6 separate regions of the Mus musculus genome follow, and regions 1, 2, 3, 4 and 6 are each linked to region 5. A link is a contact called in public Hi-C, HiChIP or PLAC-seq, capture Hi-C and promoter capture Hi-C data. All regions are on one chromosome and are shown on one strand. Each heading gives the region's core, a stretch centred on a gene start, on an enhancer-like site or on the middle of the called end of the contact. The rest is flanking DNA. Distances are from core to core; before and after follow the strand shown. Region 1 has its middle 21 kb from the start of 5430435K18Rik. Region 2 has its middle 21 kb from the start of 1700028E10Rik. Region 3 holds the start of 5430435K18Rik (a long non-coding RNA gene). Region 4 holds the start of Stard13 (StAR-related lipid transfer (START) domain containing 13). Region 5 holds the start of Rfc3 (replication factor C (activator 1) 3). Region 6 overlaps 1700028E10Rik (RIKEN cDNA 1700028E10 gene).

Region 1 (4,015 bases), core at 404-2,903, 380 kb after region 5:
GGACACACTGACACACTCCAGCACCTACGGTGAGATGTTTTCTGTGCTGTGTTTTAGTCTGTTTCTTTGTGTGTATGTTTTTTAATTGGGTGGGGAGTGGAGGTTGCCAGGGTGAAGGACAGATGGGGGGGGGGCAAAGAGTGCATGATGTGAAACTCACAACTAATCAATAAAAAGTTAAGAAGAATAGGAGATGCTCCACAGACATGCTCACAGGACACACTGATGGAGACAGTTCTTCAGCTAAGGTTCCCTCTTCCTGGGAGTGTCACATAGACAATCAGGATTAGCCATGGAATAGCTGTAATTAAGATACTAAGAATAAAGGGAGAAAGAGACTGTGGCTGAGGGTCTGGAGGTAGCCAGAAAAGGCCTCCTGACTAAGAAAACATTTGAGCAGAGCTCTAAAGAAAGTACTGCCCTATGTTTTGAAAACACTCTCTCTCTAAAATAAATAAATAAATAAATAAATAAATAAATAAATAAATAAATAAAAAGATTTGTGCCTCTTAACTAGGAAAATAACTTTTGGATCTAGAACATTTTTTTTTCAGTAGAACATTGTTCTAGGTTGGGCTGGAGAGAGAGATTAACAATGCAGTGTACTGTGTCTACTACTCTTACAGAGGACCCATGTTCAATTCCCAGCACCTACATCAGGTGGCTCACAGCTGCTTGTAACTCCATCTCCAGGGGAATCTTGTAGAGACTTCTGCCCTCTGAAGCCACTTGCACTTGTAATATTTGCATACACACACACACACACACACACACACACACACACACCACAGAATTGAAGACTGTGGGCCTACTCAGACTTTCTCATGTGTGCAGGTAGCATGCATGCAGCCCCCCATACACCCCGTGAGTCTGACATGAGGAAGCATAATTCCTTGTATGGCAGTGCCCAGCATCTGATATCGATATTAATGTTTTCTGAGTCACAGACAATGCAAGATTTGAAGAGAAAAACAAGCTTGTTTCTGATCTGTTCCGTATCATGTTTGTGATTGGAATATTTGAGTAATGGAGAAGCCACACTTGTGTTGACATAGGAATCAGAAGTATCTACTAGTTTTCAAGAGAGACAGTACAGACCCTTTGATTTTTAGAGCAGAGATCTTGGCATCCTGTCCTTTGGCCTTAGACTTCTCCAGTATTCTGTGCAGTATTCATACGATGAAAGTTCCTTGGCTCATCCAGAAAGGTGTGTGTGTGTGTGTGTGTGTGTGTGTGTGTACATCTCTCTCTCTCTCTCTCTCTCTCTGTGTGTGTGTGTGTGTGTGTGTGTGTGTGTATGTATACACATTGGAGTCAGGCAGAGGAGAGGGGAGTGGGAAGCAAGCTGAACTTGCTCCAGCAAGCTCTCGCAGCCCCATCTTCCTCATGGCAGGCCACATGCCTCCCTGTACAGATGAGTGGTCACCATAAGAATCACAGAAGGAAATAAACACCATAACTCACCCAAAGCAGCACCTCTCCTACATGCCCATAGGGATACTCATTCTTAAAGATTGTGTACAGGGGTCTGCTTGGTTGTTGTTGTCTGTTGTCAGCACTTCCTGGAGGACGTTTGCAAACTCAGCTTGAAAATGGCCCGGTGACAGCCCCTTGTCACAGCCCTCAGCTACTGTGACTCATTCTTAGTCATGCCTGCAGGTTAAGGGGCATATCTGAGATTCTCTCTTCGGAACACTGCTGATTCCAAGTTACCACCCATGCATTCTAAACACACTCCCGTCCCAAAACATTGCTCCGTCCCTCACTCTGCCCCATACGTAGCAAAGGAGACCTTTACTTTGATCCATTCTGTTTGTTGGAGAGCACCTTTTTTGGTCTCTTGTTTTCAGAGAAAAAGACTTTAAAGGACACTGAGCCTGGAGAAAGAGTCACACCACTAAACAAACATCCCGCAACCTTCCTTTCTTTTCCTGATGCCTCGTTGACTTGTTTGTCCTGTTTTTCGCCCTCTTTGAGTTTGCTACTTACAACAGCATGCTCTGTGGTTCCTCACTTTCTTCATCTGTCTTCTGGGAAGTGCAGCAATGAGATGCCTTCCCCAGTACCTGTGATGCGCTGTATCCTTACCTCTATTTCAGCCTCTTCTGAGAGCTGCTGAGCATTGTTTGCACCAGTTATTTCACTCTTAAAGATGGAGGTTTGGGCATGCCTTGAGAGGACTCGAGGGGAACTTGCACTGGTCAGTCCTACTAATAGCACTTACAGAAAGACACTACATTAAACAAACAAACAAAAAGAACTTTGAGTGAGTCCAACATTGATTCTTTTATCCATACAGCAAGTAGAAGCTTGGTGCGTCTTAGCTTTATAAAGATGTAAAATGAATAATAATAGGTGTGGCTTTTACGGCTTGGTATCCAATGAACTGTATATTACTGAGGAAGTGTAACCTTAGGCTCCTCACACAGCAGTGGCGCTGTGAGACGAAGCCACATTGGGACACATTCTAGAATTCATGTCTGTGTTCTATCTCATTAGTGGCACGATGAAGCATAAAATATTTATTTCTAGCTTATTACCTTTCTTTTCAGAAAAAGTGCCATGGCATCTACAAGTTAATCAAAGATAAAGTATATTGTGTTGAAGTATTTTTAATATTAGCATGCACATCCATGATCTGAAAGTTTTCAGCACCACATACACAATTATTTGCCAAGCATTCCCTAAGCCCCTGGTTTCTGCCAGAATTATCCTAAAAATTATTCATTTGAAATATCATAATTTCCAAACAATCATTCTGAAGTCTACACATGCATACACAGACACAGACATACACATGTATACACACATACAAACTACATATCCTTATTTAGAAAAATCTGCCTACATTTTTATTTTTAAACTCCTTAGGATTTATTTTAACTATATGTATATGTCTAAGGGGATGTGGATGTATATACATATATGTGCAAGTATCCATAGGGTCCAGGTATGTAGCATCCGGATCTGGAGTTACAGGCAGTTGTGAGCATTCCTTCATGGCTCCTGGGGACCAAGGTCCTCTGCTAGAGCAGTTTGTGCTCTTAGCTGCTGTGCCATCTCTCCAGCCCATCCGTGCCTACATTTCCTTTTTAACTTACTATATGCACTAGGTAGTTCTTGCAGCTCCAAAGGCAGAGCTCTTACACTCTGATGGCCAGCCTAACTTCTTCCAGAAGGAAACGGATACACAGCTGGTTTGCAAAACCAGCATTAAAAGGTCATTCCTCTCAAATCTTCTTTTCTTCCTCTTCCTGGTATCATAGCCGTCGTGGTGATTGTGATCGCAGGCACATTGTGTCTCCAGATGTGGGAGCTGTACAGCTGGAGTATAAGAATGCTATCCATCGTTGCTCACATGCAAATTCTATCCTATTTTCACATGTATTCAAAGTATGAAAACATATTTCTGTACCCTCTGGCTTTTGTACTGGCCTATCATAAGTCCTGATTGCATCCCCTGCTGTTTTGTGCCTACAGTTTAATAATTTGTTTATTTTTAATTTTTGTACATTTGTGGAATATTTGTATGACATTTTTATTGGTGACACAGGTAACATTTTGGAATGTTCAGGTCGGGGTAAACACAGCTGTCTGACACTTTAAGTGGTGATCATCTCTTTGTGATGAAATCACACCTGAGTTCTTTCTTACATTGTCCTCATCTGAGGAACACCAGAACCTCTATTGCTTGTCTACCAGCCGTCAGCCATGCTTCCTTCCATTCTTTTGCGTGGGTAATAGTATACACCATTCTTTTCTCGGTTTCTGTGAGCTCAACTGTAAAACCTAGATGGCATGTAAGTGATGTCTTGTGGCACTTGTCTTCCAGAGACTCAATTATTTCATATAACACATTGACCACGAGTTCCATCCAGTTCAGTTTTAATATTATTGTCCTCAACTTGACGGTAACATATAATAACAATATACCACATTTTATGTTACAAAGATGGGGAAATAATGGACATAAAAGATGGTGGAATAAGATTTTAAAGCTATTCTGCTGTATTAG
Region 2 (4,110 bases), core at 1,549-4,048, 300 kb after region 5:
CTCTATTTATTGCCAATATGTGTCCTGAGCATCTTGCCAAGACTGTCATCTGTAAGCAGGCACCAGGCAGGTAGGCAGACTTGGCAAATGAACACTTTCAGTGTGGTTCTGCCTGTCAATCTTTGAAGATTTGGATCCCGAGAGGTTCCTTTTCTGTTTCTCCTATTTCAAAGATAATTTCTTTTGAATCAGCTCCTTTCTGGTTGCTCTGACCCTACATGAGCTCAAGGCTTTTGTGAGAGAGAAGATTGCAACTGCCTAGAATTTTTTAAAGACAGGAAACAAATTTTTCCTCAGTGATTTACATCAGCTTGTTCCTACAGTTGTTAGGATCAGAGCCGAGGTTCTAGAAGCCCCAACAAATTAGGCTTGGCCACCCATCCTCAACAAGCCAATTCAAAGGAAAAGTAATAGGGAAAAGCAGAAAAGGGAGATTTATTCAATGTGGTAATACATTAGGAAGAGGATCAAAGAGGTTCAGCACCCTACCCCTGCACAAGCTTATCTTTGGGGTTGGGATGTGAGTCTAGTGTTTGAATAGAGGGAAGGGCATAGGAATGACTATGAGATCCAGTGAGGTGTGCTTCTGCTAATCAGCAACCTCTCAGGTCGTGTCTCTTGGTTTGACAGTGTCAGAACTCTGTGAAGTCTCTTTCTGGAGACAAGCTCACTCTGGTTGGCATCAGGGACCCAGTCTGTTCCTTTGCTAAGACCAAGACAAGTGGGGGAAATCCCAATTGGGGGGTGGTCTATTGTTTCATCAATCTAATAGCCCAAGGGAGGAAGATACAAGTATCCTTAGAATATCTTCATTCTTGCCAGGGTGATTACAAGCCTTATGTGAGCTCACTTGTGTGTATAACTGCCATTTTCTTAATTTCTCAGCTAGCCTGCAATATTTCACCTGCAGTGTATCTGGTGTGTAGAATCCACTGCCCTATAGGGCATGTCTGATGATCACGTACTTGTTTCTGAATGTAGCCTTGGCTGCCAAACAAAGGGCTCCTTGTTCCATCCAAATACCTCTGACAGGCCAAGGCAGTGCTGCCACGAAGCTATCACTGGGGAGGATGGAGATTATAGGTGTTCGGTCTTTATTACTTGTATTAGTCAGAGTTCTGTTACCATTACAAAATCATCAACTTAAAAAAGAAGGAAGGTTTACTTTACATGTGTTAGTCCCCTGGAGTACATGAATCTTTGCCTTATAGACAGAAGAGAGGTGAAAAGGAAGAGCCAGGGGTCCTAACATTCCCTTCCCGGGCATGCCCTTCAAATGACTCTAAGTTCCCCCAATGAAGCCCTACATTTCAAAGTGTCCAGCAACTTCCAGGGCACCACATCCTGGAGGCCAAGACTTAATTACACAGATCACTGGGGAGCACTCTTCCCAGGTCTATTGATATTCAGAGTTTGATATACTTTCAGTAGATCATGTCTAGAGTGAAGAATATCTACTTCTAGTTTTCAACACTCTTTGTGTCATTGAAGGGTGGTAGCTGATGAATAGCTAGAAGGATAAATGAGATACAGAGTAGATCAGGACTAAAACTGAGCTTAAACACTTCTGCCAAACAACAGATGACAGCTTAGAGATATCCTGCACCGTGTGTGCCTGGCACAGGGCCCACTTTTCTAGAAGGGACAAAGACATCTTCTGCTCACCAATGGGTGAGTCCTGAAGGTAGGACATCAGACAAGTCATGTTCAAGTCTCTATGAAGTGCATTACATGGGCTGTTATAGGCTGTAAAATGGCTAACAGACAGTCCAGACCATGTTGACAGAAACAAAAGAGAGTCCAAGGTTTGTGCTTTGTGTGTGTGTGTGTGTGTGTGTGTGTGTGTGTGTGTATAGGTGTTTGTGTACATAGAGGCTACAGATCGATATAGGGTATCTTTCTGAGTTGATCTCTGTTGAAATAATTTTAATAAATATTTTAATAAATAAATCCTGGCATGGGGTTGCTTCCTATCTCAATGGTTTATGTTTCCAAATCTCTCTCTCTCTCTCTCTCTCTCTCACACACACACACACACACACACACACACACAGCCTTTACATGTAATATGCCTTAAGCAGCACAATAGCTTGGCAATTACCTAACCTCCCTGTTATTAGAATCTACCTCCCATTGATAATTCTGAGTTACTACTTATAAATTTCTATGTTCTATCTTGGCTGATCTTGACCCAGTTGAGCAGCCCTTTGGACTGGTCCTCTGGCCCCCTTACATGGCAGCTCTGCTCCTCTCTCTTGTCCACATCCTAGGCTTGGCATCTCTCCCTTCCTTCTCCTCATTGTGGTCCCAAGCTGGGGAAACCTAAAACCTAGCTTTCTCTTCTCCCTAGCTATTGGCTGTCATCTTTATTTACTAATCAGAATTAATTGGGGGCAGGTTCCCACAGCTACATGCAGACCTTCTCATGCAAACTTATTTTGGGGACCCCATTAGCATTAGAATACAAGCACTTAGTTACAGATCTTCTCTATACTTCTTGAGGCAGTCTCTCTGTGAGCCTGGAGCTAGGCTGGTAGTTGCAACCCCGAGAGATCTTTCCATTTCTGCCTCCCAGCAGTGAGACTACAGATACCTGTTGCCACGCCTAGGGACCTAAACTCAGGTGCTTACAATCAACCAGGAAGCACTTTATCTACTGAGCCATCTCCCTAGCCTTCTTGGCCTGTGAACTTTTTGAGTCACAGAAGCCAAAGCCAAGAGGTTTCTGGCTGAGCGTGTGACAATGCCACTTTGGCCTGGCCCCGTGTCCTTGACTTGGAAGAGCGGCCCTGGCACAGAGTCAGGACCGTGACTCATGAGTAGCTTTGGACTAATGTTCTGTTCACTTACTCATGAGGATAGAGTGGGTAGGACCAGGTGAAATGGGGAGCCGTGTTCTGGGCATCGAAGACAGGGAGAGTGCCGACTGCCATCAAGAACCTGCATCTGCATGCATGCACCTGAGTCCTGAGCTTCCATCTGGCTATGCTCAAATCTCTAAGAACACCGTGTGATGACCTCAGCTCATCCAGTCTTCTCCTGGTTCAGCCTTTGGTCAACTCATCGTTCAGCCTCCAAACTGGGGGGGGGGGGGCGGGGGGACAGGGGTGCCCTAACCCTTAAATGTGCGTTTTCTGTCACCAAATCCATCTCATGCTCATTTTTAAAACCTTATCTCCTGTTAATTCCATCCTTTGGTATCCTGCCTGACACCACCTTGGCCTGAGCCCCCAACCCCACCCCACCCCCAAACCCCCACCCCCGCCACCTTGAAATTGCAGCTCCTTAAAGTAGTTTTCCACCACATGGCCTGCACATGTCACCCTAATGCCTGGAAAAAGGAGAAAGAACGCTTAGTAGTCCACAGTAATTTTGAAGTCAGTCTGGTTATAAGGAGACTAAATCTGATCCCAGGTCTGTTCTATGGAAAAGTCCCTCCATGTCATTGTGTTGCCTTTGGTGGAAAATCAAATTGACTCTGACTTGACTTAGTGGTTCAGCCACACCACACTGTGTTTGGATCCTTAGGTATTTTTGAGGCCTGCCCCTTCGCCCCCACCTCTGATAGCTGTAGTCATTTTGTTCCATGCCTGCCAGCTATTTCATACTGTTGTTGTAATATGTGGACCAGTTATTGACACAGAAAAATAACTTGATTCAGTGCAAGGTCATGCTGATTACATATCCTGTTATGAGGTTTGTTAATCGTAAGAAATGCCACAAAGCTTTACATAGGACAATATGAACTGTTATGCCTAAAATGGCTTGAGTCAGTGCTAACCACCAGGCAGCACTTCCTGCACCTGCATATGGGCTCACCATGGGTTTTGCTGTTTTAGCCTTTATAAGCCGGCCCTGAGAAATGTTCAGGGTCCTAGCTGAGCCCCCAAATTCTGATCTGTGGCCCTGATCAGTCAGACTTAGGGTGTGCATTCAATAAACAATCCCTGTGTGACTGAGGTCAGTGTTTGTGCACTTTGTGGGACATTGTTGGACCACAACACTATTTACTAAACCTCTTCCTATTTGCATCAGTTTTGCACCTCTGACCTGGCATTTCCCATCTTCTCTCTGGCTCACTGATCCTCGCTGGCAAGGTTCAGCTTAAAT
Region 3 (4,280 bases), core at 1,061-3,560, 400 kb after region 5:
GTACTCACTGATAAGTGGATATTGGCCCAGAAACTTAGTATACCTGAGATATAAGATACAATTTGCAAAACACATGAAACTGAAGAATAACGAAGACCAAAGTGTGGACACTTTGCCCCTTCTTAGAATTGGAAACAATCACCCATGAAAGTAGTTGCAGAGACAAAGTTTGGAGCTGAGACAAAAGGATGGACCATCTAGAGACTGCCATATCCAGGGATCCATCCCATAATTAGCCTCCAAACGATGACACCATTGCATACACTAGCAAGATTTTGCTGAAAGGACCCTGATATAGCTGTCTCTTGTGAGGCTATGCCGGGGCCTAGCAAACACATAAGTGGATGCTCACACTTATGGATGGAGCACAGGGCCCCCAATGGAGGAGCTAGAGAAAGTATCCAAGGAGCTAAAGAGATCTGCAACCCCGTAGGTGCAACAACATTATGAACTAACCAGTACCCCGGAGCTCTTGGCCCTAGCTGCATATGTATCAAAAGATGGCCTAGTCAGCCATCACTGGAAAGAGAGGCCCATTGGACATGCAAACTTTATATGCCCCAGTAGAGGGGAACGCCAGGGCCAAAAAGTGGGAATGGGTGGGTAGGGGAGTGGGGGGGGGGAAGGGTATGGGGGACTTTTGGGATAGCATTGGAAATGTAATTGAGGAAAATACATAATATAAAAATATTTTTTTAAAAAAAGGAATTATGTCCTTGAGTATAAGGAGCTTATTGTATTCCTTTTCCATTCTTGGCCCTTAGCAGAGAACATGGCACTAAATGCCAATAAATGGTGTTCAAATGAAGTGGAACCAAACCTTCCCCCAGCTCATTGTGACATCCTCTGATTACATAAACGCTGCCATAGCAGAGTTAGTTAATGTACATGCCCAGGACTAGAGTTGCTACATCATATGTGTTGTGAATCTACTTTTGGGGAGGAGGTCTTTACTGCCTTTCATAGTGACTAAACCATTTTATACTCTCACTATGCATGCATAGAATTCCAGCTTTATCACACCCTCACCAACACTTACCATCTTCTGATTTTAATAATAGTAGTTGAGTGCATGAGGCCATTATGGGTTTTACCTGAATTTTTGTAGCGATAATAATCTTAATCTTAGCAATAAGCATCTTTTTGTGTACTTGTTGGCCATTTACATCTCTCTAGATCTGTATCTCTCGACCTTCTGGCTGAGACCCTTGGGGGTAAAGCAGCTCTTTCACAGCGGTCACATATCAAATATTTATATTATGATTTATGACAGTAGCAAAATTACAGTTATAAAGCAGCAATAAAAATAATTTTGTGGTTAGAGGTCACTACAACATGAGGAACTGTATTAAAGGGGTGCAGATTTAGAAAGGTTCAGAACCACTGTTCTACATGAATGTTTATTAAATCTTTTGTTTAGGGGGATGATTTTGTTGTTGAATTGAAGGGGTTCTTCATGTGTCAGACATACTTTACAGACATTTCCTGGCACTGTGTAGGGTTCTGCATAGTTCTAATGGTAACCTTTGATAGAATAAGCAGTTTATTTTATAACTGCTAACACAGGAATTTTCTAACATAGAAATTTGCAATGCTCTTTGGACTCTCTCCACCTTTATATGATTTTATTTTAATTATGTATATGTGGATATGAGAGATGTGTGAGTGTATGCAACAGTGCCCACCAAGACCAGAAGAGGGCATAGATCTACCTGGAGCTGGAGTTGCAGGTGGTTTTGAACCACCCAATGTGGCATCTGGGAACTGAACTTGGATTCTCTGAAAGAACAGTACACAGCCCTAATTACTGAGCCAACTCTCCAGCCCAATATTTATATTTTTAATCTAATTCAAAAATAATGATGCATCGCTGTGCTTAAGCTGATGACAAAGTCTGACAAAATATAAAATAAGTTCGCTTTGAAGTTGTCAGCTATCAAGTCCAGAACTGAAGAAGTCCAAATATAACGGATCACACCCCCCGCCCCCCCCCCTCCCGCTCAAGTTTTGTCAGGGGAGACAAAGGAAACTGCAAACATGTGTACTGACAACCGCTTGCCATTGTCCTTGGGTTTTGAATCACGACTCTTCTACAAAGAGCCTTTGGATATTCCTGTTTTCCAGCAAGAAAGAGATGAAAAAAATTACTTATGGGGCAAGCATACGAACATTTCCATTGCTGAATTTAGCTAGGAGCTGTTCCATGGTCAAAAGATGAAAGAAAGCGAGTCTGAAGGAAGACTCGGGAAGGGTGTTTATAAGGATGCATGATGTACCCTGAGCGCTGGGTCCTGCTGGGTCCTGCTGGGTCCTGCTGGGTCCTGCTGGGTCCTGCTGGGTCCTGCTGGGTCCTGCTGGGTCCTGCTGGGTCCTGCTGGGACCTGCTGGTCTCTGCCGCTAGAGACATCAGTGAGCCCATAGCTGTGAGGCTTTAACAAGGAAGAGCTTGTGGGTTTTCGCAGTTTCTGAATCGTGTCGTCTGGCTATTGGATGGTCCAGGAAAGCACCAGAAGCTTGCCTTTGCAGTCTTTTTGTTTCTACCCCCTTCAGCGCTCTGACTTATTTTTAGTTCTATGGTTTTCTCCCACAAGTTACCATCAGGTCACGGAGTCATATGGGTTGTACTCTGCTGTCACGGTGTCCTCTGTACACAGAGCGTAATGGAAACTCTGATCACCCTAGATGGTGCCATTTGAAAGGATTACATTAAAACTCTGTTGAGCCATTGCCGCAGTGTCCTAACAAAGGGTCTGTTTATGCTATATATATATATATATTTTTTAACAATAGACATTCAGACAAGAGAAAGTCATTTGGAAGGCGCTTGAAATTGCCTTCCTGATGTCAATTTTATTCTGAATTGTAAAACAGTTCAAAAGAATGAGTCAAATAGAAATTTTAGTGCAAAACATTACTACTTCATGACTGTAGTTCACCAACAGAATTTCCATCGGGTTAATACAGACGGGAATTAATAATGGTTCATTCATGCACATACGTAGGCGTACTTGAAGGGTGTATGTGGGAACATTAACCACAGTCATATCTAGCTTTTTTGCCATGAGTCCCTCTTGACTCAGACTCTGACTTCTGATGAGTGATCCACTTGGAATGAACTCTTTGTGGCCTTTCAGACACACTAAACTGTCAAGTGTTCCTTCTTGTTCTTATCTAATGCTTCACGCTGCCTCACCCGACTCACCTCCAACTAAGCTGCTGCAGAATCGCTAACCTTTGTATCGCAAACTAACCTTTGTTTTGGGTCACTTATCTGATGAGTTTATAGTAAAATTAAAAAGGCACTTGGAAGAAGACAGCTTTCAATGGCACAACAGATGCTGCAGTAGAGCGGTCCCTGATCCCTGAGTTCTTACCCTTGGCTACCCCTGGAAAGCTACATAATGTCAGGTCAGCCCATCAAACTCACTATCACTCAGTGTTTTCTTCCTTTGCAATGAGAAACATGACAGAACTTGTATGGTTTCAAATATATTTTCACGGTGGAGGTCCCAATTTCAATTTAAATTTGTACATACTGATATTTTCTATTTCCAAGCTAAAAATTGAGATGTTGTAGTCGTAAAGACTTTATCTCCATTCAAATTCCAGTTAAAGCTCAAAGAAACGTAAAACAAAAGGCCCAGTCTCAGAAACAACTGCCACCTTTTATATTCAATATACAACCAATCAAAAGCTCAAGACCAACAGATGCACGCACCTTACCTTCTTTTTGAAACTTCAAATGCTCTTTTACTATTAGTGTTTAGTTTCTTTTCACATCAATAGTTCCATAAATCAAGTATGATGATGGAAGTGACATTTTGTTTCTCTTCCAAATGTTGGCATTCTCTTCACTTCAAATTTTGCAGTGAAAAAGAGCATTTGAAGTTTCAAAAAGATAAAGGATTTGCATGAAATCCTTAACAAGAGCAATCTAAAGTTAACACTTAGAACGTTGGAAATGCAGATACAAGGAGAACACTTGTTAGTTTTCCAGGAAGGGTGGAAGCATTAACAGAAGAGGAATCCAAGCAGATATGGGAAGGGAGGAGGCTTGCTTTTTCCGTAGTGCACACTCAGATATACCAGAGTTACCAGACAAGCTTTGATAGCACTGAAAAATGTCCATGATCAGGGCACTGCTGTTGCAGAAGGGAGATGGCCTGTTGGGAAGCCATCTGATAGTGGTTATCATATTTCATGACCAGTTTATCTAAACGTGGAGTGAAACTTTTGGACAGATATTTATATGAAACCATTTCTTTGGGATTATTCTCATA
Region 4 (4,030 bases), core at 219-2,718, 460 kb after region 5:
AGTACTGTGGGAGTGTAGCCAGCGTTCTTAGCCACTGAACCCTCTCTCTGCCTCCCAATTAAACTTTCTGCTGAAAGTGTCTAGTTATAAGCTAGGTCGTTTCATTTTAAGTCAGTCAAAAGTAAGACCAACCTCTGTGTGTGTGTGTGTGTGTGTGTGTGTGTGTGTGTGTGTGTGAACTCTATTCATTCAGCTCCAGGCTTAGAATTCAGTAAAGTTTCTTCTACCTTTTGTGGTGGTTGTTGTTGTTGTTGTTTGCATCAAACACTTCTAAAGAGGAAAAAACTGGAGAGGAGAAATTCTGACTGCTCTCATATGGTTCCTCAGCTATGGTTAAACTGACTAGCAGTTTCTTTCCCGGCACACTCTGGCTCTCCCCTGTATGCATGTGGACACAGAACTCTCCTGCAGAAAGAGCTCTCCCCAGCTTCTCCTGTCAGGACTCCCAGACTCTTGTTTCTGTTGTTGTTTGGTTTGGGTATTTTGGTTCTGTTTTTTAAAACCAGTCTCTCTGGTTATTTCTCTCAGAAATAATGTTCCGCTAGCCCTGTGGTAGACTTCTCTCTTGTTTTCTTCTTAAATTGAGACCGTTTCACATCTGACTACTTACTATAAGCCTTTATAAGCACTTACTAGAAGTTTCCACTATATTCCCATGGATCAGCAGCTTATACTGGGTCTTTGCAAGGCCACCTGCATCCTGTGTAGTGATTCCTGGCAGCGGCTTCAATATGACTAGCGCTTTGCAGTTGTTTAGTGGTGTTTAAAAACTGGGGGAAGTAGACAAATTAAAGGAGCGTGGCAGGGAGTTCAGGTTGTCTCTTTGGGTCTTTTCTGTAAAAGCCTTTGATGTCCCCATCCCATGTTGGTCCACAGGGTCTTTATTGACCTTTAGTGTCAAAATATGATCCAAAAGTTTGTTTTTCTTTGGAAACGTTTTATCTAATTAATTCCGTTGTAATGAGGCTAGTATTTTATACCCAGCGGCCCATACTTAACTTGAAATGGTGTGTTTCAAATACACAGCTGCAGGTAGCACAGCTATCTTTTTCTTTCTTTTCTTTTCTTTTTTCTTTTTTTCTTTCTTTTTTTTTTTTTTTTTTCAAATTAAACCTAGTTGCTGCTGGCTTTAGGAAAGCCAAAAACTCTTTCTCTAACTTTCATGACCTCAAAAGGTTCCTATGCCAGGGCTTGTTCGACCTCTCCTGTCTTCTGTGTCCCTCTCCTCTTTCAGCTCTGGGGTTGGGGGGCTTAGTCAGCCCCAGGCGCTTCCAATTCTCTATCAGCTTTAAGCGCAGCTTGAAGGAACTCCTCAGCTGCTGGTACAGCCTCGCGGTCGCGTTCGGCCGGGACACGCCCAATACTTTCTCCTTGTCCTATGATTGGCTCACGAGGTCACATGAGAGCCCCGAAGGGTTGGAATTCTGACTTGTGGCTTTTGGCACTCCTTTTTCTTTTTTAAAAATCGCTGGGTCTGTGGCTCTCTCCTGGGGCTCCATTGACTGAGGCTGGAGACAGCTGCGAAGAGCCACCGGCAGCTGAGGTGGCAGTGGAAACTCTCCCGAGATGTTCAGCCAGGTGCCCAGGACGCCGGCTGCAGGCTGCTACTATCTAAACCCCTTGACACCTGAGAGCCAGGAGATGTACTTGCGATTTGATCAGACTGCCAGACGCTCTCCCTACAGGATGAGCCGGATCCTAGCACGCCATCACCTAGTGACTAAAATCCAGCAAGGTGAGTTGCGGGCACTGCCAAGGTGCCGCTTATTTCTGTTGGCTCTGTCTTGTGCTGCTTACAAAGTTATTGTTTGCGCTGTACACCGCACGGATTCTTATGCCACGCTGCGTGGAACTCTTTCAGATAACTTTAGACTTCGGTTCTAAGCAGTCTGTCACAGCACCGAGCGCCTCATAACTAACGAAAATATCCCCAGTAGAACGTGAATCATGAATTCCTAATCCTCTGTGTGTCAACAGAGCAAATGAGAAAGGTTTACTCAGTGTGTGTCTTGGGGAGCTTTTCTGCAGGTAAACTCATACTGTGGTCATATTTAAAAGTGGACACTTGTTTGTTTAATTAGTGAGAGAGCTGGCGACTAATGGCCCAGCGTTTATAGTACATCTTCATTGAAGGAAAACAGTAAGAATCTAAGCTTAAGGCCATTGGACTGACAACTTGAATTACAGTCTCTTCCTGTCAGTGTGCTTGTGTGCATAGTCACCACTGATTTGTTGACACCGTTTTCTTGCTAAAGGATAAATGTGACTCTTCACCTCAAAACAGAGCCTATGACTACACACACTTAGGAGCACTGGTTTCCTAAGGCAGGTTGACAGTACTGATTACAGGCTGCTAAGTGATCCTTTTCTATTCTCAAGGGAAAACATTAAAAACTCTTGTACCTCAAACATTAATAAAACTCATGGATTTTTTTTTTAAGGCTTAAAGCTTATGACATGCCCTGTGTGGTACAAATTTGAAGATACCCATTTAAGAGACAGACACATCCATCCACAGTCAGTAAATAGTCACCTAGCTCTTAACTACAAACCTAACTAAACTATTACATTGGCCCTACCAGGAATTTTCAAGAGCTATTATGAAAATACCGTTCCCAGTTAGATAAATGAATTTGAGATTATATTGAATTTTAGAGGGGAAGTTAAAGTCTGTAATCTTAAAAGATCTCACTGTAATGTCTCCAAAAGGAACAATACACATTCTAGCAGCGACATTTAATGAGATTGTTTCCTTGGAAATGGGCATTTGTTTGCGAAGGTTCAGGAACTGGCTATGTGTGAAGGATACTGGCGCGGCATACCAGTATGATTGCAGGAAGGATATTAAGTCACTCCATGAACTCTGTGTGCAAGTCTCACTTGAATGGAAACAAAAGTATTCCCTGTGGCTCGATTTAAAAATACATTCAGTTGAGAATAAGAACCAGCTCCATCTTCTATTGAGAAACTACTTACAATGGGAGTGTATTGGGCATTAGGTATATAATCCTATGGACACTGGAAGTTTCCAATCTTCTTTATATGTATTGTTAGTCATTGACATGTTCCTTTGGGATAATGGTTGTTTTGGGTGAATTACCATTCTTGGTGAAAGTGGGTCATTCTTATATATGGACACCGTATTTCTGTGTTTTATTTTTTTCATACTTAGAAAATGTGAGGAGGTTCCTTGGTTTTTTTTTTTGTTTGTTTGTTTGTTTTTGTTTTTGTTTTTTTTGGTTGTTTGTTTTGTTTTTAATGGGGTAATGGAATGATTGGAGCCAATGAATTCCTAAACATTAAAAGCTACAGGTAGGAAACAGGAAAGAATCCTACCTCTAGTGATCCAGAACTCATGATGGGTGAATATCGCACAATGTTTAGTGAGCAGGTACAAAGTGATTTTATTGGATATACTATATTGATAGGTTGGTGTGGTCTCACAGCCCAGGATGCTAAAATTTGCAACATATCAGGCTGTGAGAATTATGAATGCTAATTTATTTTTCTCTCAGAAAAAGTGCTTATAGTTAGGTGCCGCTTTAGATCCATTGTAAAGATGAGAAAACAGAGGCAGATCCCTATAGGAGGACTGGCATTTGAACACAAATCCTGAAACTTGTGCTCTTCACCGAACTGTACTGTGTTTGGGCTTTTATAATGAATGCTAGATAAAACGCTGGCCCTCTAGTAGGCTTGGGGTTCTATAATATACCAAAGACATGTAAGTACGGAGAGCAAGCACCCCATTAGAGTCCCAGTTGGCTCCTCCTCCTCTGATTTCCAGTCAGGTTTTATTTCTATAGTGGGAGCAGTGTACTGTGAGCTTTGGTATGTTTGGATGGTTAGTACCCAGTCGTACAGAACACCTAGTTAAGTTACTAATAATCTTTCATTATCCAACTAAAGAAAAGTGCATATAAAGTTAATGTAAGCTCGATATTTGTAAATCAGTGTCTTAAAATGCAGCCCCAGCAGTAAACTTCCAGCACTCTCCTTTAGATCTCTCAGAGAAACGTTTGCACATTGT
Region 5 (4,416 bases), core at 63-2,562:
GCTATCACAGCTTAGACAGATGGACCATTTTGTGGCTACAGGGTCCAATCCTTTGGACAGGTACATCACAGGGTGTTTCCATGGTCCCAAAATTTGGATTAAAAGCCCTTCTGTCTTGTTTTATGGACAAACAGATGAAAAAGTTTTGAGACATCTGGAAGTTTTAGGGCTGGAGTCAATGCTAGAGCTGTTTCTAAAGCTTCAAATACCTTTTGTTCAACCTCAGTCCAGATTAAGGGCTCAGTGCCCTGCTTCGTGCTGGTGTGTAGTGAGAGGCCTTGCTCTGCTTACAAACTCTGGAATCCAGAGGCAGCACTACTCCATTGCCCCTAGGAACATACCTATATAGTAGTTTCTATAGTGATTCCAAATCTCATCAAGCTGATGACCAAGATTAACCATAGCAACAAGCTTTCAGGTGTCTGAAAGAAACTTCTGAAGCTACTGCAGGGAGCAGATCAGAGCTGTGTCTCTGGCCTTGGCCCTCTGGCTATGATTTGAGGACTCTATCCTTCCTTCCCAGCCACTTCCTCAGGTCTCACAAGTTGAAGAATTCCAAGTATGGTTATAAGTTAAAAAATACAGGGCAACCAATTAAAATCTAATTTCAGATAAAAATTAATTTCATTGCAAATATTGCCTGGGACACACACCGAAATGTTATTGGGGATCTAAATGTTATTGGGGGCATCTGTGTGTTGTATTTGTGAAAACAAGTAAACCTAGGTTTTTTTTTTTTCTATGTTCTCTTCACATTCTTTCAATCTTTTAGATTAAAAGAATATACCCTAGGATCCACCATGAACTACCTGTCTTTGGACGTTGTCTGTCATGCTTCTGGGTACTTTCGCTTCTGATTTCCTTTACTTTCTATTTCCTTTACTTTCCTAGTTCAGAACATATAGTTCACAGAGGCATGTAGGCAAATGCTCATTGAATATTGGAGTTTGTTTATTATTTTAAAGAAAAGCAGTTCTACTAATAAAGATAACAGATTATGTAGCACTAATTAGAATGAAGTTGTGAATCAGTGAATAAATGAAAGAATGAAATGGAGGGAATTTCCTTCCCTAAGAACTCAGATTGGACGAACCTGAATGTCAGAGATACATCTTTAATTCCTTCGAATGTTTTCTAAAATGTTACAGGGTGAGAACAAAGAGGCAGCCACTGCCCGGTAAATCCAGCGACTGTTGGTGCAGTGGTGGAAGTGGGAACTGCAGCGACTGCTCCACTCCCGGTTGAGATTGCCCAGTCTCCCTATCCGGAAGTCGCCGGGTGCCGGAAGTGACGTCGCACGCTTTCGCGCTCGCGGGAAAACTCTACTGTCTAAGCGGCGGGTCCGCTGGTGCGACTGTGGAGCGGTCATGAGCCTCTGGGTGGACAAGTACCGGCCGAGCTCCCTTGCCCGGCTGGACTATCATAAGGAACAGGCAGCACAGCTGCGCAACCTGGTGAGCCGCCCTGCTCAGCAGCTTCCTGCACAGCCCGGGGAAGGGAAGGGAAGGGAAGGGAAGGGAAGGGAAGGGAAGGGAAGGGAGGGAGGGAGGGAGGAGGCGGGCGCCCCGGTGCTAGCGAGGGGGTCAGAGTGACGCGTTCCTCAAAGTGCGGTGTGTTTGCTGCCGGGAACCTCAATGGCTTGGTGTGGGGACCAGAAGAAGGCCAGTGTAGTGGAGAATCAGGAGCAAGCAGCGGCGGTAGGGGGCGGGGATGGGGGTGTGCCCGGGCCTCGGTGTTACTGCAAATGCCTGATGGGCTCTCCCGCTACAGAGAGCTTAGGTGGGAAGCTGATAGAGGTGACTGTGCCCCGGACCCTGTTCTTAGTTACTGCGGAATCACAGCTAAGGCTTTTCTGAAAAGGAGAGATTATTTTAACGAGTGCCGCGATCGTTCATATGAGAGCTTTTGGAAGACTCGAGGGTGAAGTGGAAGATATGTTTTAGGTTTGGTTTTGGTTTTGGTTCGTGATGCATGCACTAATTTGAAATAGAATATTATGCTTCGTTAATACACGTGCCGGTTTTCCTTGCAAAAGCTTTAATGTTCAGTTTCCCGGTGGCAAGATCAAGACCCCATGTTAATAGTACTCTTTCGTTTGATGGCACTCTGTTACTGCTGTCTTTTCCATAGCATTGATCAACCTTGATCTAGTGTGAAGTTCTTCTGTCTCTTCCAAGTGAACTTACAAGGAAATCAGCGCACCTGCTTCTGAGCAAGAGGACCATTATGGGGAGCCCGGGCCAGACAAGCATCTGTCTTAGTTACAGAGATTGGGTTCGCCTTCTGTCATCCCTTAGTTTCAAACGGGCCCTTCAGATAGCTTACTTAGGGAGTGCCTACTTTTAAGCATTTAGTGCATGTAAATTAGATTAAATTAGTGTCCAGAGTTTGGTACATTTTCTGTTGGAGCTGGATGGTAAACAGAATATCTTGGAACTTTAAAAGTGGTTTGTTTAACTTAGTTCACCCAGTTTAACTAAGATATAATGTCTTGTTCTTTTTTTCCTTAGGTGCAGTGTGGAGACTTTCCTCACCTCTTAGTATATGGACCATCAGGTGCTGGAAAAAAGACAAGAATTATGTGTATTCTACGTGAACTTTATGGTATCGGGGTGGAAAAACTGAGAATTGAGCATCAGACTATCACAGTAAGCATCTTGGGTTGAAGCTTAGCAGATGTTTCTGGAGGGGACTTTTAATCCTGGTCATGTGTATATCTCTCCCCACCACTAGCCAGTGACTAGTGTGTGACTTAGGAAGTTGTGTGTCTGTGTGCTTGTGTGGGTGAAGGTGGCATGAGTAGAGTTACTGTTAGCTGCCAGTCCTCTTTCCCATTGTATTTAAGACAGAGATTTCCTTCCACTCTGCCAAGCCCAGCTGGCAGGCGGACCTGGGAGCTTCTGGGGATTCTCCTGTCTCTGCCGCCCACCTCTCTGAGGTCCCTGGTATTACAGACAGTTGCAATTGGACCAGCGCTACAGCTTTTATACGGAGTCATCAAACTTGCATGTGTCCACACCACAAGTGTATTTCACTCAGCCATTTCCCCAGTCCCTGAAATGCCCTTCTCTCAAGTGTCCTCAGCCCAGCAGAACTGGCAGTTCCTTACACATGATAGTGTGTAGCTTGCCTTGGTTATGGTTTTTTACCTTTTACCTCAGTGGGATGAGAGAATATGCCATGTCAATTTCAAGGCCTTCATGGCATCTAATAACAGTGTCGTAATGATATTTTGTGTTCAGAGGGAAAAAATGCTTAGTGGGGATGGTCATGCTGTTAATAAAATCTTCAGGAGGGTGATGTTGAATTAACTCAGAAGAAACAATATTCTACAAGACAAAAGAACTGAATAAATAGAAATATAAAGTATGTTCTCACACGGGAGGCTTAATATTTAGAAGTCTCTGTCCCAAGTTACGGTATAAATTTCAGTCAGAATACTAATGTTGAAAAAGTGTATGATGCCACCCTAAATCCCATATGGAGGACACATTTCTGAAATGAGATAAGGTTATGAAGAAGAGAAGTGAAACGGGTGTATTAGTTCATCCCTAAATTGTTTAATATAAACTAGATTAAGGCAAGGTAGGTTTATTTGAAGGGACGACGGGAGAGAGAGACTATTGGGATGAATTAATTTTAAGAAATAGAAATAGCAAGTTTTATGGCAAATCACCAACATGAGTCTTAGCTTTGTACTACTTTCAGAGGATTTAGCGAGTCGAGTCTGTGGACGGTTGATTTGTGTTTGAGGCCCATGGTGAGGCAGAACAGTTCATACACAGGTGCAAGTGTATGAAGGAAGAGTTTCCTTACAGACATGTTAATTTCTTGTTCAGCTGATGGGTCCTTGGATAGGTGGCACAGACATGCACAGTGCCAACAAAGTGAAAATCTATAAGGATAATTAGTTGTAGAACATGCATGTTATGAGTTGATAACACTGTCATGACATCACACCAGTTGTCTTGAAAGAGATCGCAAAGACACATTATTCAGTGAGAAAAGCAAAATAGGTGTGTATGAAAATTTCTTTCTTTATACATTAATTTTGCATGAAACAATGAGTCTATGAATATATTTTTCTTTTATTTCTGTGTTAACATGGAAGACTGTAGATAGTTGGCAGTAGTGATTTGGTGATTCACGAAATAAAAAGAAGACAGCCAATAAGTAAATGTTGAACCGATTCTTGTTTCATTCACAGACCCCGTCTAAAAAAAAAATTGAAATCAGCACCATTGCAAGCAACTACCACCTTGAAGTTAATCCCAGGTAAACTGCTCCTGAATATTCTTAGGAAAGTAATTAGAGATTTAGAAAAAAAAAAATATATATATAGTCATTGTCCTCCAGCTTAGAGTTTTTCTAAAATACTGTTGTCAGAGGTCCCTTAGGTCAGTGGGTACCATGGTC
Region 6 (4,057 bases), core at 1,163-3,662, 260 kb after region 5:
GGCTGAGCAAACCAGGGAAAGCAAGCCAGTAAGAAACATCCCTCCATGGCCTCTGCATCAGCTCCTACTTCCTGACCTACTTGAGTTCCAGTCCTGACTCCCTTGATGATGAACAGCAATGTGGAAAGTGTAAGCTGAATAAACCCTTTCCTCCCCAACTGCTTCTTTGTCATGATGCTTGTGCAGGAATAGAAACCCTGACTAAGGCAACTATCAATGATGGCACTGTGTTACTAACATTAAGCTCATTCACTTAACATTTGGGAGCATCAAGAATCACCTGAGTGAAATCAAAGGCTTGAGGAAGACATAGATTTACATAAAGTATTAGTCGGTCTGAATAGAACTTAACAACTCATAAGTAATTCATTTCCCAGCAGAGCTATTTGCAGCCGGGGTTAAATACAGACCATACGAAAGTCCTTTCTCTGTGAGTGCAGGGTGACACATAGGTGTCAGGATGACATCTCTGATACTGTGAATTTACAGTGCCCTGCCTCACCAAGGCTCACGACATATTTATGTAAAAGGTTTCTCTTCCTCAGAGGATGCACAGTAAGGCTCTTCTGGGAAATAGGTAGGTGTTCCTCTCACTATCCAGCCTGGAGGCACAGCCTGGCTTCAACCTTGTTCTGTACTATTCTGGGAATCTGTATTCAGTACAAAGACATTTTTTTCTGATAACAAAATCTGTTTATACCTTTAGTGCCGAGCAATAGAACACACTCAAAGGGATCACTGTTGAATTTTTAAAAATTACTTTTTATTCTTTGGCATTCATATACATATATAACCAATTTTAATCATTTCACTCCCTGCTATCCTCACACCCCCTTTCTTCTTCCTGCTTAAACTCCTCAGCAAGTACCCTCCAATTTGAAGTCTTCTTTTTGTGTGTGAGCCATTGAATTTACATAAGTATAGCTGGCAGGATAGTTACTGGAACAAGGGCAATGCATTGGTGGCTACATCACCCGGAAGCACAATGCATTACCCACAGCAACTATTAACTTTTGGTAGCCCCTCGGGGAGGGATTTACTGTCAGTAGTGTCTCAGGAACACTCCTCCACCTTCCATAACGAGTTTATGACTATAACAGCCAGGTCTTGTCCAGAAGTCATCTTTTCAAACGCAGGCATCTCTAGCCTCTGGCTCTTAGGTTCTTATTGACCTGTTCTTCTGTAACACTTCTGGACACTTTGACCAGGTGTGAGCCTCTGCATTAACTACCTCCTATTTGCCATAAGCCACCCTGATTCAGGGTGAGAGTATCACTAATCAATGCATATGAACATGAGTGTTTAGGAGGCAATGGGACCGTCTACTTAGCAAAACAGTAATAATGAATGGCTTCTAAGGTCTGTGATCTCTCCAGCCTCCAGCTTTTGACTAGGCTTATAATATATAGCATGCACTTTTAACAGTTTGCTGTCCGTTCCTGTGATAAACACCATGACCAAACAGTGACTTGGGAAGACAGGTTTTACTTCAACTTACAGGTTATGTCTATCATTGAGGGAAGCAGGGACATGGAGGGGGTCCTTGGTGGCCACAAAACTCTCTTGTTAGCTCATTTACTGATTCAGTGATGCACAGGGGTTTTTAAAGTCCTATTCCACAGGCTTCCTATATCCCATTTTATTTTTTCATTCTATATTTTCTTCCCAGGATTGGGGATTTTCATAAAGAGATGATATTTTCAACCTTCAACAAGCAATATAGACTTTCACACAAGACAAGCTAGGAAATACCATGGCTGAACCCCATAAAGAAGCCATCGGACAGGTTCAAACACTTTAGCCCTCTCTCCATTCTGAAGCCTTCCTACTCCCTAACAAGAAGGGCACTGTGAGTCAGTTAACTTTCTTATTTCAAGCCTCCTGAGTTTTAAAAAAAGAGTCTACATTTGACTCTGGGCATGGATTCAAAGTCTTTTGGAATAAATGAGCTGCTTGTCTGGCTGTCAAACGTGGCCACCACCAGCACACTCATCATAACCTTCATTGGAGTTTATGTGCCGGACAAGGAAGTGCTGCCTTTCAAATTCAACAATATCTCAAACCGTGGTTGCCTTGCAAATATGGGCCCGCCCTCAGAGTAGCTAAGGGTATTTATAGTGTGTTTAAATTATGTAGGACAGAGAAAAGGAGGTTTGAAAGTCCAGCAGAGAGTTGGATAATCGACTTCCATAAAACTTAGATGAACAAAAACAACAAAAACAATTACCCTTTTTGTTCAAATGCTGGAAAGAATTTTGTCTACCTTCTTGCTTCACTGGGATTTCTTTATGTTTTCCTGGCTAGCAGAAATGTCACTGTTCATGATGCATTTGGCTTCTTTGAGGGGAGGCAAGGATTTCAGCTGAGTCTAGCACAGCGGAATGAGGAGCATTGGAGTGCACAGCCAGCAGTCAGTCCTGCCAAATCAAACAGGAACCAGGGAGAACAATGGAAGATTATGTGAGGGAAAGTGGATACCCTGAACCAACGAATGCTGCAGGAAACCCACATCAATTATACTGGGAACCAGCCACTCTCCCCCTTCACAACGCCATCCCTCCTGCTAGAGCTCTGGGGACATTGTGGATTCACCCAAAGCTCACCCACAAAAGGGCAGTGGGTGGAGGGGAAGCAAGCATGCCTTTTCTTAGTTTCCTGCTTGTCTCCAGAACTCTACAAGTCTTAGAGACCACGCTGTCCTTTCAATGACATTAGCCTAAATGACTCCCCTCTGTGGTTGGTGAGCCAGCAAAGAGTCCTTCCGGCTACAGCTCTTATGTAACAGCCTAGGATAGACAAACTGACTGCCTTTGACCTTGCTTGTGTCTTGATTCACAGGGGAGAAAAAGCAAAATGCAGAACAAAAAGTAAATAGACAAAAAACAAAAACAAACAACAGCTGGATTTTACTAGCAGTCACCAAAATGATCATGTAACTACCCCACAGGGTAAGCTCTTGGTAGCTCTGCCCGAGGCCACAGGTCTTAGGTCTTAGCGATATTCACTTTTAAACATGGCCAAGGACCCTGGCAGCACACAGTCAGCACAGGCTCAGCATGGACAAACAGGTCAGAGAAATCAGAGGGCAGTGCAGAACAATCCAGTGTGACTGGATCACTTATCCTTGCAGTTTTGAGATTTACTTTTATTTTATGTGCATGGGTGTTTTGCCTAAATGTGTGTATGTGCACTATGTGTGCACAGTGCTCAAGGAGGCCTTTAGAGGGTGTTGGATCCCTGGAACTGGAGTTAGACACGGTTGTGAGCCGTGGTATGGGTGCTAGGAATTGAACACAGGTCCTCTGAAAGAGCAGTCCCATGAACTTTTTAAATTTCCAGTCTTTGTGAAATTTGGGATAAATTTTGGTTTCAATTTTATAACACAGGTCAAAATATATTGTCATTTTTTCATATGTACTGAATTTTTTATGGCTCAGTGTGTGGACTATTTTTAGCAGTGAACTATTTGTACTTGAATATAATATATTCCTTCTAAGTTCAACATACTACTTAATTGACCCACTTTGTCATCACCTGAATGCACATTTATGAATCTTTTCATGTTCTTGATCTGTATGAGTTATGCACATTTCATTATGATTGTGTGCCTTCAATTGCTCTGTCAATTTCTGTTTTCTATATTAAGAGGATTTATATAGGAACTTAGAATTTTAAATTTTTTTTCTTCTACTGAATTATCTCGTTAACTCTAATAGCATCCTTTTCACTAAAAATAACTTATGGCTGACAGAATTTTCATGTCACTTGATTTTGTTTTGTCTTGAGAGCTGACCCTCAACTTTCAATCATCCTGTTTATGCCTTCCTAGAACTGGGCTTCTTACATGCATCTACCAGCACCCTGGATGTTTTATTGTCAGCTTTGCTGTGTTACTTCAGTAAGATCTTTCACATGCATCTCTTTAGTTCTATAGCACCCAGGAGACTGTCATTATTAACAGCACCATCTGCTTATGCTGGTCTTCAAATCAATTCACCTAAGGCTTCCCCCAACATTTTGATTATCAACTTTTTTCTTGCTATTTTCTTGAGTCTTC

The links. Promoter capture Hi-C pulls out the DNA fragments that hold promoters and counts their contacts. A called contact is a pair of places that touch in the nucleus more often than the background predicts. HiChIP or PLAC-seq counts read pairs in DNA pulled down with a chosen protein or histone mark. Capture Hi-C pulls out chosen DNA fragments and counts their contacts.
Region 1: a contact with region 5 is called in a promoter capture Hi-C map of trophoblast stem cells, with 2.4 times the contacts expected there. The contact joins the enhancer-like site here to the promoter of Rfc3 in region 5. A contact is called at or near these places in 8 of 39 promoter capture datasets (the C10 cell line, HPC-7-derived erythroid cells, embryonic stem cells and 4 more), 1 of 115 datasets of contacts at active chromatin or transcription factors (embryonic stem cells) and 1 of 9 other capture datasets (liver).
Region 2: a Hi-C map of liver shows a contact between it and region 5, with 5 times the contacts expected there. The contact joins the enhancer-like site here to the promoter of Rfc3 in region 5. A contact is called at or near these places in 1 of 39 promoter capture datasets (macrophages), 1 of 15 datasets of contacts at CTCF or cohesin (the NIH/3T3 cell line), 1 of 484 Hi-C or Micro-C datasets (liver), 6 of 115 datasets of contacts at active chromatin or transcription factors (CD8 T cells, bone marrow-derived macrophages, effector CD8 T cells and 3 more) and 2 of 9 other capture datasets (adipose tissue and embryonic stem cells).
Region 3: a contact with region 5 is called in a Hi-C map of Th1 cells, with 2.6 times the contacts expected there. The contact joins the promoter of 5430435K18Rik here to the promoter of Rfc3 in region 5. A contact is called at or near these places in 12 of 39 promoter capture datasets (cranial neural crest, embryonic stem cells, erythroid cells and 6 more), 1 of 484 Hi-C or Micro-C datasets (Th1 cells) and 1 of 115 datasets of contacts at active chromatin or transcription factors (memory CD8 T cells).
Region 4: a capture Hi-C map of macrophages shows a contact between it and region 5, with 6 times the contacts expected there. The contact joins the promoter of Stard13 here to the promoter of Rfc3 in region 5. A contact is called at or near these places in 1 of 39 promoter capture datasets (liver), 3 of 115 datasets of contacts at active chromatin or transcription factors (differentiating embryonic stem cells, embryonic stem cells and stem cell-derived neural progenitor cells) and 1 of 9 other capture datasets (macrophages).
Region 6: an H3K27ac HiChIP or PLAC-seq map of stem cell-derived neural progenitor cells shows a contact between it and region 5, with 3 times the contacts expected there. The contact joins the enhancer-like site here to the promoter of Rfc3 in region 5. A contact is called at or near these places in 1 of 39 promoter capture datasets (hippocampal neurons), 1 of 15 datasets of contacts at CTCF or cohesin (the NIH/3T3 cell line), 6 of 115 datasets of contacts at active chromatin or transcription factors (bone marrow-derived macrophages, extraembryonic endoderm stem cells, large pre-B cells and 2 more) and 3 of 9 other capture datasets (adipose tissue, liver and pancreatic islet).

What each region holds. Positions count from the first base shown.
Region 1 is chr5:151,272,094-151,276,108 of GRCm38.p6, reverse strand. It overlaps a transcript of Stard13 not described here. Among named protein-coding and RNA genes, the nearest start is that of 5430435K18Rik, 21 kb to the right of the region's middle. Within about 2 kb of position 1,653, at least 17 of the 459 cell types and tissues checked have an H3K27ac peak or open chromatin away from gene starts, as enhancers often do. A contact at or near this core is called in trophoblast stem cells, where this site is marked.
Region 2 is chr5:151,345,504-151,349,613 of GRCm38.p6, reverse strand. It overlaps a transcript of Stard13 not described here. Among named protein-coding and RNA genes, the nearest start is that of 1700028E10Rik, 21 kb to the left of the region's middle. Within about 2 kb of position 2,798, at least 40 of the 459 cell types and tissues checked have an H3K27ac peak or open chromatin away from gene starts, as enhancers often do. A contact at or near this core is called in hepatocytes and liver, where this site is marked.
Region 3 is chr5:151,250,653-151,254,932 of GRCm38.p6, reverse strand. It overlaps 5430435K18Rik (a long non-coding RNA gene), which reads right to left and starts at 2,310. Exons shown (of 2, transcript XR_868755.2): 1 at 2,277-2,310. It also overlaps a transcript of Stard13 not described here.
Region 4 is chr5:151,187,631-151,191,660 of GRCm38.p6, reverse strand. Stard13 (StAR-related lipid transfer (START) domain containing 13) reads left to right here and starts at 1,468. Exons shown (of 14, transcript NM_146258.2): 1 at 1,468-1,735. The coding sequence starts at 1,567.
Region 5 is chr5:151,648,104-151,652,519 of GRCm38.p6, reverse strand. It overlaps Rfc3 (replication factor C (activator 1) 3), which reads left to right and starts at 1,312. Exons shown (of 9, transcript NM_027009.2): 1 at 1,312-1,454; 2 at 2,511-2,648; 3 at 4,208-4,275. The coding sequence starts at 1,368.
Region 6 is chr5:151,392,851-151,396,907 of GRCm38.p6, reverse strand. All of the region lies in intron 2 of 1700028E10Rik (RIKEN cDNA 1700028E10 gene), which reads right to left. It also overlaps a transcript of Stard13 not described here. Among named protein-coding and RNA genes, the nearest start is that of Gm3704, 12 kb to the left of the region's middle. Within about 2 kb of position 2,412, at least 74 of the 459 cell types and tissues checked have an H3K27ac peak or open chromatin away from gene starts, as enhancers often do. A contact at or near this core is called in liver, neural progenitor cells and stem cell-derived neural progenitor cells, where this site is marked.